Regions from separate parts of the Mus musculus genome. Here region 1 is linked to region 2. A link is a contact called in public HiCAR-type data. All regions are on one chromosome and are shown on one strand. The core of a region is the stretch at or near the end of the contact, and the rest is flanking DNA. Distances in the headings are between cores, read along the strand shown.

What was found. HiCAR-type assays count read pairs that join an accessible place to other places.
Region 1: a HiCAR-type map of kidney shows a contact between it and region 2, with 5 times the contacts expected there. The contact joins the promoter of Rnf128 here to the enhancer-like site in region 2. A contact is called at or near these places in 4 of 484 Hi-C or Micro-C datasets (the G1E-ER4 cell line, cerebral cortex, embryonic fibroblasts and 1 more), 4 of 115 datasets of contacts at active chromatin or transcription factors (bone marrow-derived macrophages, embryonic stem cells, kidney and 1 more) and 2 of 9 other capture datasets (adipose tissue and pancreatic islet).

The regions. Positions count from the first base shown.
Region 1 is chrX:139,606,528-139,613,990 of GRCm38.p6, reverse strand. Rnf128 (ring finger protein 128) reads right to left here and starts at 3,371. Exons shown (of 7, transcript NM_023270.5): 1 at 2,702-3,371. The coding sequence starts at 3,185.
Region 2 is chrX:139,522,283-139,529,453 of GRCm38.p6, reverse strand. All of the region lies in intron 10 of Radx (RPA1 related single stranded DNA binding protein, X-linked), which reads right to left. Among named protein-coding and RNA genes, the nearest start is that of Radx, 46 kb to the right of the region's middle. Within about 2 kb of position 4,618, at least 22 of the 459 cell types and tissues checked have an H3K27ac peak or open chromatin away from gene starts, as enhancers often do. A contact at or near this core is called in the G1E-ER4 cell line and kidney, where this site is marked.

The DNA.
Region 1 (7,463 bases), core at 2,122-4,621, 86 kb before region 2:
TGAAACAATGGGTATAAAAGATTTTCCAGTTATGGTAGGTGAAAGCTTAGGTCTTCTGTTCAAATGATTCCTGTGTAGCCCCTGTGAGCGTAAACAAAGAAGGCAGCAATGGCTTTTCATGTTTGGTGGCCCCATGTAATATGTAATGAATTAAAACTTAAACCTCCATCCCACTATGGTCAAGCAGATGCTTAAAAGGGAGCCCCAGATTTGTTCTCAGGAGAGAGAAAAGCAAACAGCACACAACACGTTCCAAATCCTCAATGGCAAATGGGAATGAAGTCGTTTCTCCCTATGCTGAAAAGTAGTTTCTCTAGGAGTTCCATAGAGAATTGTCATTTTATGCCTCAAAAGTAATCTGTTAGCTTTTTTTTTTTTTTGGGTAGTTCATATAACAGCAATATTGTTTGTGTCATCAGTTCGGGTACTAAAATGCTTCAAAAGTACCCAAATATCTCTCAGCGCACTTGTGACTTTCTTCCTTCCTATATGAGATCCGGAAATGCAAAAGACCTAATTAGATTTTCAGGACATCCATGTCTTCAAACTGGTAACTGGAGAACTATATATTTGGATATTCGCTTTTCACTTCTTCTTACCATTAATCTATTATGCAACTAGCATTTATGGATGTTTCTCCTCTGCTACCTAGCTTATATGTTATTCTTAGTCATTATCACAACATAAATATCATCTTCATTTACAAATAGGGGAGCCAAGACTCAATAAGGTTAAATAAGCTGGCCAAGGTCACAAAGCTATTGTGTGTTAAATCCAGAACTGGACTGTCAATCTTGACTTTGATGAATGTCTGTTTTTCCTACTATACCATAGTCCCTGATAATAAATAATAATAATAATGTGTAGATGGAAAGCCTAGCACACAGTAGGAGCTCACCAAAAGTTAATCATGTCTCCTAAAACTGCCAGATAAATATCCTTCACACAAGTCCAGTCATTTAACCTGGCGCGCTCTAAATAAAATATATTATTCCACTGAGAATCCTTCATGCAAATGAAGCTCATTTGGAGAAAACTAAGTCAAATCCTTGTAAAATCGCATAGCCAAATAAAGACTTTAAATTTTCCTAAGCCTCATTATTCAACTTGAGTAGCCTTTAAAATGTAATTGCATTCTAATCAATGCATTATCATCTAGGAAAGATAAGTTTGCTCCCTTAATCAATATACTAAATCTAAGAACTGAAGCCTTTTAGAGCTGATCCCGACCATTGTGTCCTCTTATCTCTGCTGTATCTGTGCATGCTCTGCCAACCCGGTGCCCACCTCCCAATGCTTACACTGCCATTTGACATGTAGCTTGGACAAGGTCGTCACAAAGCTGAGCAAAGCAAGGGAGGGAGCTTACAGGAACTCCAATCTCTGGGGTTCTGGTTCAGTGCTCTTTCCATTGTGCCACACAGCCCCTCACTCAGGGCCAGAGCTCTCCAGGCCAAGCCAGTGGTAGTACTGCAAGCAAAACACACATTCTCATGCAGTTAAATAACTAAATTCCTTCCTTCGGGGACTCCTAAAGGAGTCTCTGTCTCTGCTAACCTTTAGTTACACTGCCCTAGACTCTAGAAGGTTTGATTTCATTTTTACCCTAGAGGCAAACCTGTGGATAATCGGTTTCTTATTATCCCGTCTCATTTGACTGATGAGAGTACCAAGACTCAGAGTTCAGATAAGTTGCCAAGGTCACAGGACTAGGAAGCCCCAGCGCAGACATTTGAATCAAGGTCTGACTTTAGGCCCAGCTCTCAACAGCCAGGAAACATTGTTATTAGACTCTTCCCTTCTCTCCCCTGTTCCCCTGCAACACACACACACACACCACCACCACCAACACACATACACACACACACACACACACACACACACACACACTTTGTCCTTCAGGTCCTAGGATCACAAACCACAAAAAGGAGGTTTCTGGAAGGGCAGTTGAAGGGAGTTAAATAGTCACCCCACCATGTCCACACATTTCAGAAGTACCTGGATGACTTTTTACAAAGTATGGGCCTTTATTTTATTTTATTTTATTTTATTTTATTTTCAGTAGCATTAACCACCTGCCTTGGAACTCAAGAAGCTAAATCAGGTTTGTCAGGAGGCAACAAACAAAAGCACTGATAACAAGAACTACTTGGGATCCAAGACCACTGGGCAGAGAACTCCTAAGCTAAAGTTTCCACAAAAAATTACAATGAGGTTAACTGAGTACTGTAACATAATCTTGTACTTGATTCATAGGAAATGTGAAGAGAAACCCAGAGAGAAGAGAAAAATCCGTTTTTATACCGCAAAGCGATTCCCAGGCAATGTTCTCCCTCCTAGTTTAAAAGCCAATGCCCACCCTCCCACACCCTTAATCCCAGGAAAGCACCCTTGTGAAACACCAGGAAAAGAAGCGAAAACCCCAACTGTGCCAGCCTCTGCGACCCCCCCCCAAGCACCCCACCCCGTTTGTCTTACCCTTTTCCACCAGAGGCAAATTAAATTCTGAAGAATTCTTTTGCACCCAACCCCTACACCTGAAGACTCTCGGGAGGACCCTGCTCTACTTAGTGGGGGCAAAAAAAGGGGCACCCGTTTTCTTTCCAAGCAAAGGGACAGGGAGAGGCAAGCAGGGAAGGAAACCGGGGAAGCTGGTCACCAGTAGAGGTTTGAAGAGCTGCAAATTAGTAGCTGCACTCACCCGGGTGAGACATGGGGATGACCTCATTGCGGGTCCCAGGGAAGTTAAAGATGACCGCTCCAGAAGCCCCTCTCTCTGAAGCCAGATGGATCTTGTCCGCGAAGGTGCAGCCTCCACCGCGTTGGATGAGGGCCAACCAAGATACTTGCACCGTGCTCCCCCAAACCGTGGGCACCGTGAAATTGGTGTGCGGGTTACAGGCGTTGAGCGCCCCGGGCCCGTCGGGCGGTACCAGGACCCCGGAGACGGGCTCCAGCGGCGAGTCCTGGCCGTACACGCCCTCCTCGCTCAGCTCCCACACCGTGCGGTTCACTCCGGTGTGCGGAACCCGCCAGGACACGTTGAGGTACGCGGTCCACACGGCTTCGGCTCCCCGGGAACCGGGCGCGTGCGGACTCAGAGCCAGAAGGAAGCACCAAGCCAGTAGCCGGGCAGCTCCGCAGCCGCCGCGGCAGTAGACCCCGATCCCGGGCGGCGGCCCCATGGCGCGCACTCGGCAGGCGACCCGGGCTGGGACTAGGTGCGAACCAGGTGGGGAGCCGGCGGCTAGCAGCGGGCGCGGGGCCAGCGAGGTCGCAGGCTGCCCTGCCAGCCGGCACGCAGCGTCAGCGGCCAGGCTACTGCAGACGCAGCTCCTACAAGCAAGCGCTAGGGATGCTCGCTCGCGACTGCCGCGGCCTCGTCGGGCTCTGGGACGCTCGCGCGAAGCTCCGCCCACCCGGCTGGGGGTAGAGGTGGCTGGGAGAGAGAGCCAGCCAGCGAGCGAGCGAGCAAGCGGAGAGGAAAAGGACACTGCGGGATCCGCCTCTTAAAAGGGTCACAGGATGGGGAAACGTTACAGGAGAGACTCGAGGTTGGCCAGCCAGGTGTGTCCTGTCCTTTTTAGGAAGAATCCTCGGCCCGAGAAACTGGAGAATGCGCCAGTTTACAAGCTTTCAGTTCGGAGTCGGATTGGAGTTGGTTTTGAAAGGCACAAATTCCATCTCCTTTGCCTGAAGGGGAGTTTGGGCTTTGTGGTAGGAAAGTACTTCTGAACAGCCCCAGGTCCAAAGGGTGTGAGTTCTGAGTAGGTGTTTAGTGCTGGGGTTAGAGGCTTCCTGTTTCCCCCTCCCCCTCCCCCCCGGAAAGGACAAGCAAAGCACGTCCTCATTGCTCCCTTTATTTAATTACCTTCTTAGTGGCCCCAAACAGCACGTTTCTCTTTCCCTGATCTCAGCAAGTGCTATACGTGTCTTTGCTACCCGAGGCTAACACACTGCACCAGATGCCTCTTGCAAGCAATTTTGATAACCACAACAGAATTATCATCTCCACACACCTCAAAGCCAAGCTCCCCTTTTTAATTCACCTTCCACAAATTAGGTTTGACCTAACTGATTTTCCAGCGAGATTCATGATCTTAACTACAATACCTTTCTTCTCTTGATACCAACTAAAATGAGGCCAGCCCACCTGGACAACTCACACATGTCTCTTGTTTATGAGTTAGTCATAGTTCAGCATACATTTCTGTCAATATTATCTATCAATGACTACATTTACTGGAATCACTAAAACTGTGCATGGAACTAAGCTGAATTAATATACCAGGTGACAGCCACTTTAGAATTTATTTATGATTTTGAATTTTAGACAGAGTCTCCCTGTGTAGTCCTAACCAGCCTGGAGTTAACTATGTAAATTAGCACCATAGGCATACTTTAGGGCAATCCTCTTGCTTAGTTGCGATTACAGTTAAAGACATGTGCTACCAGGCCCAGCTTCTGAACAGTTTTTAACCTTTAGAATTTACTTCTCTGCGCCTCGATTTGTTTATAAATTGTAAAATGGGAATGAAAACATTGAGCGCATGGAGTTGATCAGATGGTTAAAAGTCTTCCTGTAAACCACTCAGGATGCTGTTTAGCTGAGTATGAAAATTACGTTAAATATTGTTACTCGACAAGTTCAGGGGCACAGGAGTTCTACAATATCAATTGTCGTTACCTCCCAGTAATAACCAGAGACCATGCTGTTTATGAATTCAGTCTTAGCTACATTTTTGGTTCAGTCTAATTTCCAGCATTCCCAATCACTCTCATCTCTAAATCCTCGGCTAAGCATTTACTTAATAGTATTTCCCATGGTTAAGCATAGGTTTATTCTATTCTTGATACTCTTAGGACCCTAGAGAAACCTAGAGGAAAATTAACACCATCTATCAAAGACCAGCTAAAATACAAGTGAGTATTCTGTGAAACACGAACCTTAAGTGTTAAAAGGAGCTTTAGGAGCCATTTAGAGTAGGTATGGGGCCAGTGGAAAAATATCCACCCTCAATGTCAATGATGTTAACCTTTGAGATTTAAAATAACACCCCTAAAAAAAAGAATAGTACCAGCCACCTATAGTATTAGTATAATTTCAGAAATTATCCGAGTTTGTTCATGGAGAACAATCAAAACTAAACAATAATAGTTGAATGAAAATCAGCTATATTGTTCTTTGAAGAGAATGTGATCAAAAGAAAGGAGGTATTTTATAAGATATCTACAAAAATAAATATAGAGTGATGCTTATTCATTTCCTCTGTTTATTATTTCTTAAGTATTTCCTCGCATGTACTATATGCTATGGACTAAATGTAAGTCAAATAAAATATCAGTTATGCTTTCTAAAAGCTCATGAATTAACTTCAACGGATAAGAAGTGGACTAGAGAGATGGCTCAGTGGATAGGAGCACCATCTGTTCTTCCAGATGGCCTGAGTTCAATTCCCAGCAACCACATGGTGGCTCACAACCATCTATAATGAGATCTGGCACCCTCTTCTGGTGTGTCTGGAGACAGCTACAGTGTACTTACATATAATAAATAAATCTTTACAAAAGAAAAAAAAAAAGAAAAATAGAAAAACAAACAAACCAAAAGGATAAGAAGTGATCATTTCAGTACTGACTAGTGTATGCATATGGTACCATCTCTACAATAGAGGTTACACAGCTCAGGTCAATACTGGACAACAGAGAAGAGTTCCCTGTGCTGAGCTCAAGAGTCTTTCTCTGCAAAGAGCAACACAAGAGAAGGCATGGGGACCTGAAGTGCTGGGAGCCTGCGATTACAGCAGGCCTTCTAAGTGCAAAATGATTGAAACCGACAGTATGAAAGGAAGGTTATAGAGAGAAAATGGGGGTTCTGAGAATGAAGTGCAGTGGTAGAGAACTTGACTAGTACACTGAGGTTCTGGGTCAATCCCCAACACGACAAAATGTAAGGAATAAAATTAAAAGATAAATTCAAGTGCTGTATAGAGGCCAGACCTTCAGAGTTTGGGAGAGTAAAGGTAGCAAGTATATGGACTTTATCCAAAAACAGTAATATAATCAGGATTTAAGTAATAAATCAGATCTGTAAGTTCGAAATCACTATGGCTTGTCTGTGGATAATAGATTGGAAGGAACTAGGGTAGTATCAGGGAGCTGAGGTAGAGTTTTGACAATACTCCAAGTGGGAAATAAAGGTAACCTGGACTAGACAGGCAGTAGATATGAGCGGACGTGGGCAGAATGGGGATTTGATTCATCTTAAAGGCCAAATCAACAGCACTTATTTTGAGGGATGCTACAGAGGGAGGAATGGAGTTGAGCCTAAAGACTGGATTGTTCAGACAGGGAGTAAAGGAAGAAGCCTAAAATGTGTACAGTTGATAAGAAAGAAAGACATAAGTTCACTTTAGACATGTTGATTTGAGCTGTGTGTAATGGAACCAGGTAGAACCCTGTAGTAGGTCATTGTCTTTTCTTCTTATTGAACACTTACTAAATGAAAGGCACTGAAGAGGCAGGGGCATAAAGGGAACATTCCTGTTCTCAGTGAAGTCAAAGTTTAGCAGGAGAGTCAGAGAGATAGACAGATAATAAGCCTATATAATAATGAGCAGTATGATTTAGTAAAGCATAGGTGTTACCTAAGCAGGGAGGGTAAAGACGATCAGGCATAAGTAATGCCACATGAAGATAGCAGAGAACAAGCAGAAAACTTCCAGTCAGGAGTTAGGTATGGCTTGGATATATGCTACCAAAGGTGAGTTAATGAAAAATGAAACTAGTCAAGTAGGTGGAATGTAATGAAAAATGAAACTAGTCAAGTAGGTGGAATGTAAAGAACTTCAAACAAGCAGAATCATACACATATCACATATGTGCATATCACATACATGCATAAAGGAAATTTGACAACATGATTAATGATTGTTACATCTAGATGGTGGGCAAAGAGATATTAAATTGTTTTTTTTAAAACTTTTTGTATATTTTACACTTTTTGTAATTAATGGGTTTAAATTGTGAATTTAAAAATTTTAAATTGTCTTTCATATGTATGTTTGTTTTGCCTGCATGTATGTGTGTGTATCATGTAAGTGCCTGGTACTTATGGAGGTCAGAAGACAGCATTGGCTCCTCTGGAAGCAGGGTTACAAGCTCTTCTAAGCTACCACAAGAGTGCTGGGAATTGAAACCATGTCCTTTGGAAGAGCTCGTAACCATTTTTCTATTCTCTAAGTGGTGGATTTATATTGAAGTTAGTGGAACAGATGAATAATATAACAAATCTCAGTTTAAAAAAATATCCAGATTGTTTTGAAATCAAGACTGGTAATAGAAAGACTAGTGAGGAAGCTAACATCATCAGATCTCTTTTGGCGGTCTAGCCCAATTATGAAATGAAGACATTAGACTACCGTAGCTTGATGACGTGAACCATTAAGCATCCCCTTGCTCTG
Region 2 (7,171 bases), core at 3,369-5,868:
CTGGCTAGGTCCTCATGAGCATCAGGAACTTGAAGACAATAGAATGACAAGCACTAGTGAAGGAAATAAGTATGCACAGGCAGTCTTTGATGCTCAGTTCACTGAGCCAGATAGGACTGTGTTCACACAACAGCCAAGGAAGGGGATGGCTGATGCAGCAGGGACCTAGGGACTGGTATGGAGCTTTAGTGGCTTTGCTAACTCCATGGTGACACACAATCTTTGAGGCAGGAGAGATTAAAAGACTTAGATTGGCATGGACATGAGGTTTGTAAAGTGTTAAAACAATTTAAAGGACTTAAGCAAAAACACTTAAGAACGTGTTTGTCTAGGTCACCCAAAAAGCAAATATGGCAAGAAGTGTGTGAAGCCAGAGTTTCTAAAGAAAAACTAAGACAGAAAGCCAAATTCGATTCTTGTGAGCATGAAGGTATTAGTGAAAGAGCAGTAAGGGTTAGTAAGACCAAGCTTGTTTCAGGAGTGCACTTTGCCCCCAGAATTGGCAGTGCACATCTCTCTTCTATAAGAAAGGATGCTGGGAGTGGGAATTTCTTTGTTTAGCTCAAGGCTGTCTCAGTAGCAGATGTGGTCAACGGAAAAGGCATCAGCCAGATGGAGCTTGGCCCTAGAGATCACCAGATGCAAGGAGCCTGTGAGGAAACAGCAGGTGAGAGAGAGCATAGCCTTGACTCTGGGACAGTTAGAGCAAAGAGACTGTGCTCACACTTTACAAGGCAGTTTTATAGATGGTGTAATGCTAACCAGTGAGACTTTTGTAGATTTAGAAAAGCATCTGAGAGACATGAAAGCTCCCCTGAAGGAGGAAGGATAGAAGATCACTTCACACAGGGCACAGACACTATGGAAATCTTTAAAACTTGTGAGATCTTTTGTGGTTTGGACAGGTACAGAGAATGGCCTAGTCAGCCATCAATGGGAGGAGAGGCCCCTTGGTCTTGCGAAGATCATATGCCCCAGTACAGGGGAATGCCAGGGCCAGGAAGCAGGAGTAGGTGGGTTGGGGAGCAGGGTGGGTGGAGGCTATAGGGAACTTTCAGGATAGCATTTGAAATGTAAATGAAGAAAATATCTAATAAAAAATATATATGTAAATAAATAAATTTTTAAAAAATAAAAAAAAGGAAAGTTACAGATGACACACAAAAGAATGAATGAGAAAAATCCTGAAATACCCAGTGTCTATAAAAGTTAAAATCACAGTTTGAGAGTGTGAACATAGGTACTCTGAATGGGCAGGAAAAGATGGTCCCAGAAGCCATGTGATTATTAGATGAAATTTCTATTATCGGGGATGGACTACTTCCCTGTGAGCTGTTATCCAGGGAGGATTCTGAGGTCCCTAAAACAATACAGGCCACTGACACTGATGTTGACTGTCCATCTGTTAGACTGTGAGGATGCCACAGGTTTTGGTTGTAGAGCATGAAGAAATTAAGCTTGAACAGAGCTGGAAACTTCCTACCCGTTGGCCAGTTTTCATAGTGTTACATGCTGTTGGGGAGGGACAGCCATCAACATTCCTACATGGTTGTGGACTCTGTGTGTTATATCACCAACATGCCAGGCAAGATGCCCACTAGTGCAATAGTGACATGACTGTTTTATGATTAGATTTGGCTCACTCCAAACAAGAGAATTTGAAATTAGTATTATAAAGGTAGTCAAAGTCCCATAGCTAAGGAGATCTTAGGAAAGCTACAGTTATTTTATTTTTTCTCAATATACTGTTCCTCTCTCAATATTTATTATACTGCTATGACCTGTGGCCAGGGAAGCTTCTTTTTGAAGCAGCTAGCACTTATAGAGATTCATATTGGTCACAGTGCTGAGAAGAAGTGGCTGCCTAATGTTCAGCTCTATATTGTCCCCTTCAAGGTTTTGACAACAGTGGAGGGGTTAAAGGAATGTAAGATAGATAAAAGGGCCCTAGAACCCTCTTTGTTGGTCAGCAACTTTTCCTGGGTACGCTACATATTCCTTTTCTTTGCCCTTTCCCCAACCCAATGTCATCTGTAAACTTACAAGTCCATTTCCAGATCTGTAGCCTTGAAACTTCTTCATTCGTAAACCATCTTTGCCAGTTAAGTCCCATCACTTCTCCACACCCACCACTATCAACAAACACATAAGCCTAGTTCCAGACCATAACCCATTAACCCTCTTTGTTCCTGATATTCCTTTGCTGGGTAATCAATCTAATCTCCTGTTACTTCCCCTCCCACTGTTCCCACCGGTAGCCATCTCTACACCCACAGGCCTAGCTCCAGATAAGGGGACTTTGAACCTGCTATCTTTTGAGAGCTACCTTTGTCTGTTGAAATGCTCCAGTAGCAAACAGAGGCTATCACAGAAAACCACAACTGGACACAATGCAGAAATTGACAGACCTCGGGGAGCCCCGTACCAATGGATACATGATTATCACAGCTCCTGCACTTTTGGTTTAAGGAATATTTTGGAAGAGAGGATGGAAAAATGAAAACCAGAATATCAGAAAGTCTGCTGCGAAGTAGTCTTTCCTAAAACATGTCTGTATGCACAAGATCAGAACAACGGCTATATCAATGGACATGTTCAAGTGGAAGGAAAAAATTCATATGCTCCATACCGAAAAAAAAAATAAACCTATAGGCAACAAATGACTACTGAGAGAGGAAGAATTTTAGTTTCTATCAGGGATGAGTTCTCATAATTGGTGTCCAGTACAAAGTGGTCAGCCCTGAAAGAGTAAACCCACAAACAGAAGAGACTCAGCAGGTTTTGTTTATATATCTGCGCATATATATGCATACATACATATAACAATAATGATCAAAGAAAAGGGGCTATTTGAGAGTACTGGAGTATGGGAAGGATTGGAAGGAGAACGACTAGAGGAAGAGACTAGAGGAAGTAAGTGTATGGGGGGAATGATGTAATTCTATTTGAATTAAAAATATATTAAAAAGAAATGTGAAATACTGAGGAATGGGTGGAGTACTGGGGAATGCTGTCCTTCAGGTATAACTGATCATTGTTCTCTTGAACTCTCAATAAACATAATTACTTCTTTTGGGTCTTTTAATGTTCGGTCCTGGACAGGGTGGAGTTGAAAGAGTGGTGTTTATAAGTCTACAGCTCTGAGGAAGTATAGGAAGTTATCAGTTGCCTGGGAGGAGAGTGAGAATTTTGGTTTCTTTGAAAAACACAAAAGTATTCCAGGAATATGTTTTTTTTGTTGTTTTTTGGTTTTTTGTTTTTTGTTTTTTAAATCCCAGGTGTGGGATATGGAGCTGCTTTAGACTGTCTGGAGCAGGTGACTATGATTTGCCTCAGGCTCTCAGCAGAGGGATAATTTTCACCAGCTGCAGATCGTTTCTGCAACTGTGTGACATTTGGAATTCTGTGGACATTTCAGAATGTATAAAAATGCTAGGGCCCCAAGAGGCATGTGGGTTACTGGTTGGATACTGTTGGTTGTGGTTTGTTAAGCAGTCCAGTGCAAAGAAGAGATAACAAGAAGAAATTAGATAGCCTGACAGAAAAGATCAAACTTGTTCCAAGAACTCGATGCCCCCATGCTCCTAAGAAACCCTAATTTAACTCATTGGCTCATCAAGAAACACCTAATTGAAAATCTGTTTGATCTATTGTTGGTGCCTTATCTGGGGCCTAGACCTGACCTGAAAGCCTCCTCTCTGAGGCCTAGTTTTCATAGTACCTACCAGAAGGCCCCATGCAAGCGCCAAAGGAGAGAGGCAACCAACTTTCCTACCCAGCTATAATGCTTATAAACCACAACAATGTCCACCATGTCAGGATAACTTTAGAGGTGTAGTAGTGGCTTGAATACCCTGGCAGTAACCAACAGCTCTCTAATTGGATTTAAGACCTCCTTGACTAGAGGGAAATCATGCTTTGTACTGGAAACTTAACCAACTATTGAGGGCCACTGAAGTCATGGGTCTTGGAGGAGAACCTACAACCACCATTTTACTAAACCAAAATGATCCCTAACTGCATTCTAAATATCTGTGCTTATACCCACTTATCAGTATAGTCCTTACCCATCATCAAGGAAACTTCCCTTTGGATCAGATGGAGACCTTTATAGAAAACCACAACCAATAAGAATCTAGAGTTGTGAAGCCCAATGACTTCAATACAAAACACCTCTGTACCTAAGGCTAAGGCACCTTTTCAGAAGAGGGGCTAAAAAACTGTAAGATTCAGAGGATCAAGGAGTTTTCTGTGAGATTATATCTCCTAGCAATGTCACAAGTTACACACATAATGTTCTCACCATCATAACTATTTAGATGTGAGAAGAACAAGGACAACAACAATAAACATGCTAAAGTGGACAAGAGAAAGCCCATGAAACCTTAATCCTTCAAAAAGAACTGTGGGGAAACGCTGTTGTTTATGGTCACAGTCTACCAGGTCCAGATAGCTCCACTTAGCTCAGCTCAAAATGGTGGACTCCCTTGTCCAGCAAGGTTTCCTTTTCTCTACCCGATCTTATCTGGGGAGCCCACCCTCAACACCCTGTACCTGAGGAAGGTCACATAGTCCTTGGCAACACTTCAGGTTCAACTTCCTCTTTCCAGATAAGAACCTGTCCAGCAAGTACCTGAGGTTCCTGGAATACCTCTCTATGCAAATGAAGCATTCTCAGGACTTTAAACCCTAGACAATGATTTACATTCACCCTGAAAACTCCTTCCAACTCTCCAGGGTTCATATATAGCCCTTGTCTACCCCAAATAATGTGTATGCATACAAGCTGTTTCACTGAAGATCATGTAAGAGTGTTGTTTCACTGAGTGCCACCTAAAAGAGCTGGGACACCCTGTCCCCCTGCACTCCCAGGGGGAAAGGATCCTGTATACCCCACAAGTTCACGTTCCCAGCTCTGCTTCATCCTTCCAGCCTGGTGTGCAGCAGCGTCTGGACACTCTGAGAGAGGAAGCATACACAAGGCATCCCACAGGCAACTAAGGAATGCTGAGAATAGGAGAAATAGACCCCCTCACCCAAGGAAAAGCATGCCAACTGGTTATCTGAGAGCAAATGGTCAGCCCTGAAAACAAATACACAAGGAACTTCGTACAGACTGAGTAGGTTATATTTATGTGTTTAGGAATATATATGTATATACACATATATATGTAACAACAATTAATGAAAAGAAGAGGCCTTGAATTTGAAAGAGAAAAATTGGTATATGAGAGGATTTAAAGAAAAGAAAAGGGAAATGATGTGATTATAAATCATAAGTGGTACATTATGTTGTTCACTTTCTTTTCATCAATATATTTCTTTAATTTTATCATGTTCTTAATTCATATAGCTAGTTATTAATGAACTATAAATGAGTATCATGAACAATGGAAATAGCATTTGACTATAAAATTTTGGTAAGATATTTTACATGGTATTAAATTTAAATTAGTGAAATAAATTATTTCTACAAACAATTAAGAAAAAACTTTAAGAGAAACCTAAATAACTAAAATAGTTAAAATATATCCATTTTGAAATCCTTCAGGGCATGTATTGTATATACTTATAAAAATGTTGACTTGAAAATGGTTTTAAAATCCTGTACTATAAAAGAACTTCAATACCCCTGATTTCAAGCTCTGCTACAGAGCTATCATAATAAAAACTACACGATATGGAATTGAGGACTCAGATGTAAACCCACACATCTATGTACATCTGATTTTTAATAAAGAAGCCAGAAATATACAATGGGAAAAAGAAAGCATTTTCAACAAATGTTTCTGGTCTAACTGGATGTTGGCATGTAGAAGAATGCAAATAGATCAATATCTATCACCCTTCACAAAACTCAAGTCCAAGTGGATCAAAGATCTCAACATAAAACCAGATACACTGAACCTAATAGAAGAGAAAGTGGGGGATAGCTTTGAATTTATTGTAACAGGAGACAAGTTACAGAACACCAATAGCCCAGGCACTGCGTTCTACAATTAAGAAATGGAACTTCATGATACTAAAAAGCTTCTGTAAGGCAAAATACACTGGCAATAGAACAAAATGTCATCCTACAGATTGGGGAAAGATTTTCACCAACCCTACATCTGACAATGGGTTAATTTCCAAAACATATAAAGAACTCAAGAAACTAGACATAAACAAACTAAATTAATAATGGGTGTAGACCTAAACAGAGAATTTTCAACAGAGGAATCTCAAATGGCTGAGAAATACTTAGATAAGTGTTCAACATCCTTAATCATCAGGGAAATGCAAATCAAAATGACCCTGAGATTCTACCTCATACCAGTTAGAATGGCTAAGATCAAAACCTCAGGTGACAGCAGATGCTGGCGGAGAATGTGGAGAAAGAAGAACACTCCTCCATTGTTGGTAGGAATGCAAACTGGTACAACCACTCTGGAAATTAATTTGGTGGTTCCTCAAAAAATTGGGATTAGGTCTACCTCAAGACTCAGCTATACCACTCCTCGGCATGTACACAAAAGATGCTTCATCCTACCACAAGGACATTTGCTCAAACATGTACACAGCAGCTTTATTCATTAAGATCCAAAAAGTGGAAACAATATAAATGTCCCTCAATGGAAGAATGGATAAAGACAATGTGATACATTTATACAATGGAGTATTACTCAGCTGTCAAAAACTGACATCATGAAATTTACTGGCAAATGAATGGAACTGGAAAAAAATCCAAGTGGCTCAGAAACAGAAAGACAAACATGATATGTGTTCACTTATAAGTGAATATTAGCTTGTAAAGTAAAAGTTAATCATGCTATAATCCAAAAACCCAGACAGGTTAAGTAACAAGGAGGGCTCAAGCTGAAGAATACATGAATTTCCCTGGGAAGGGGAAATAGAATCGATATTATAGGCGGACTAGGGATAGGTGAGGGATAGGAAGAGGATCAGGTTGGGGGAAGACTGAGTACTTGAAGTGACAACTGTTATTTGTGGACATTTGGAGGGTGAAATAGAAGCACTGCAATGGAAACTCCCAGGAATCTACAAGAGTGACCCTAGCTAAGACTACTAATAATGAGGGATATGGAGCCTGACCCATCCATTTCCTGTAATCAGGCAAGACTTTCAGTGGAGGGATTTGGACACCAATTCAGCCACAAAACCTTCAGCTTAC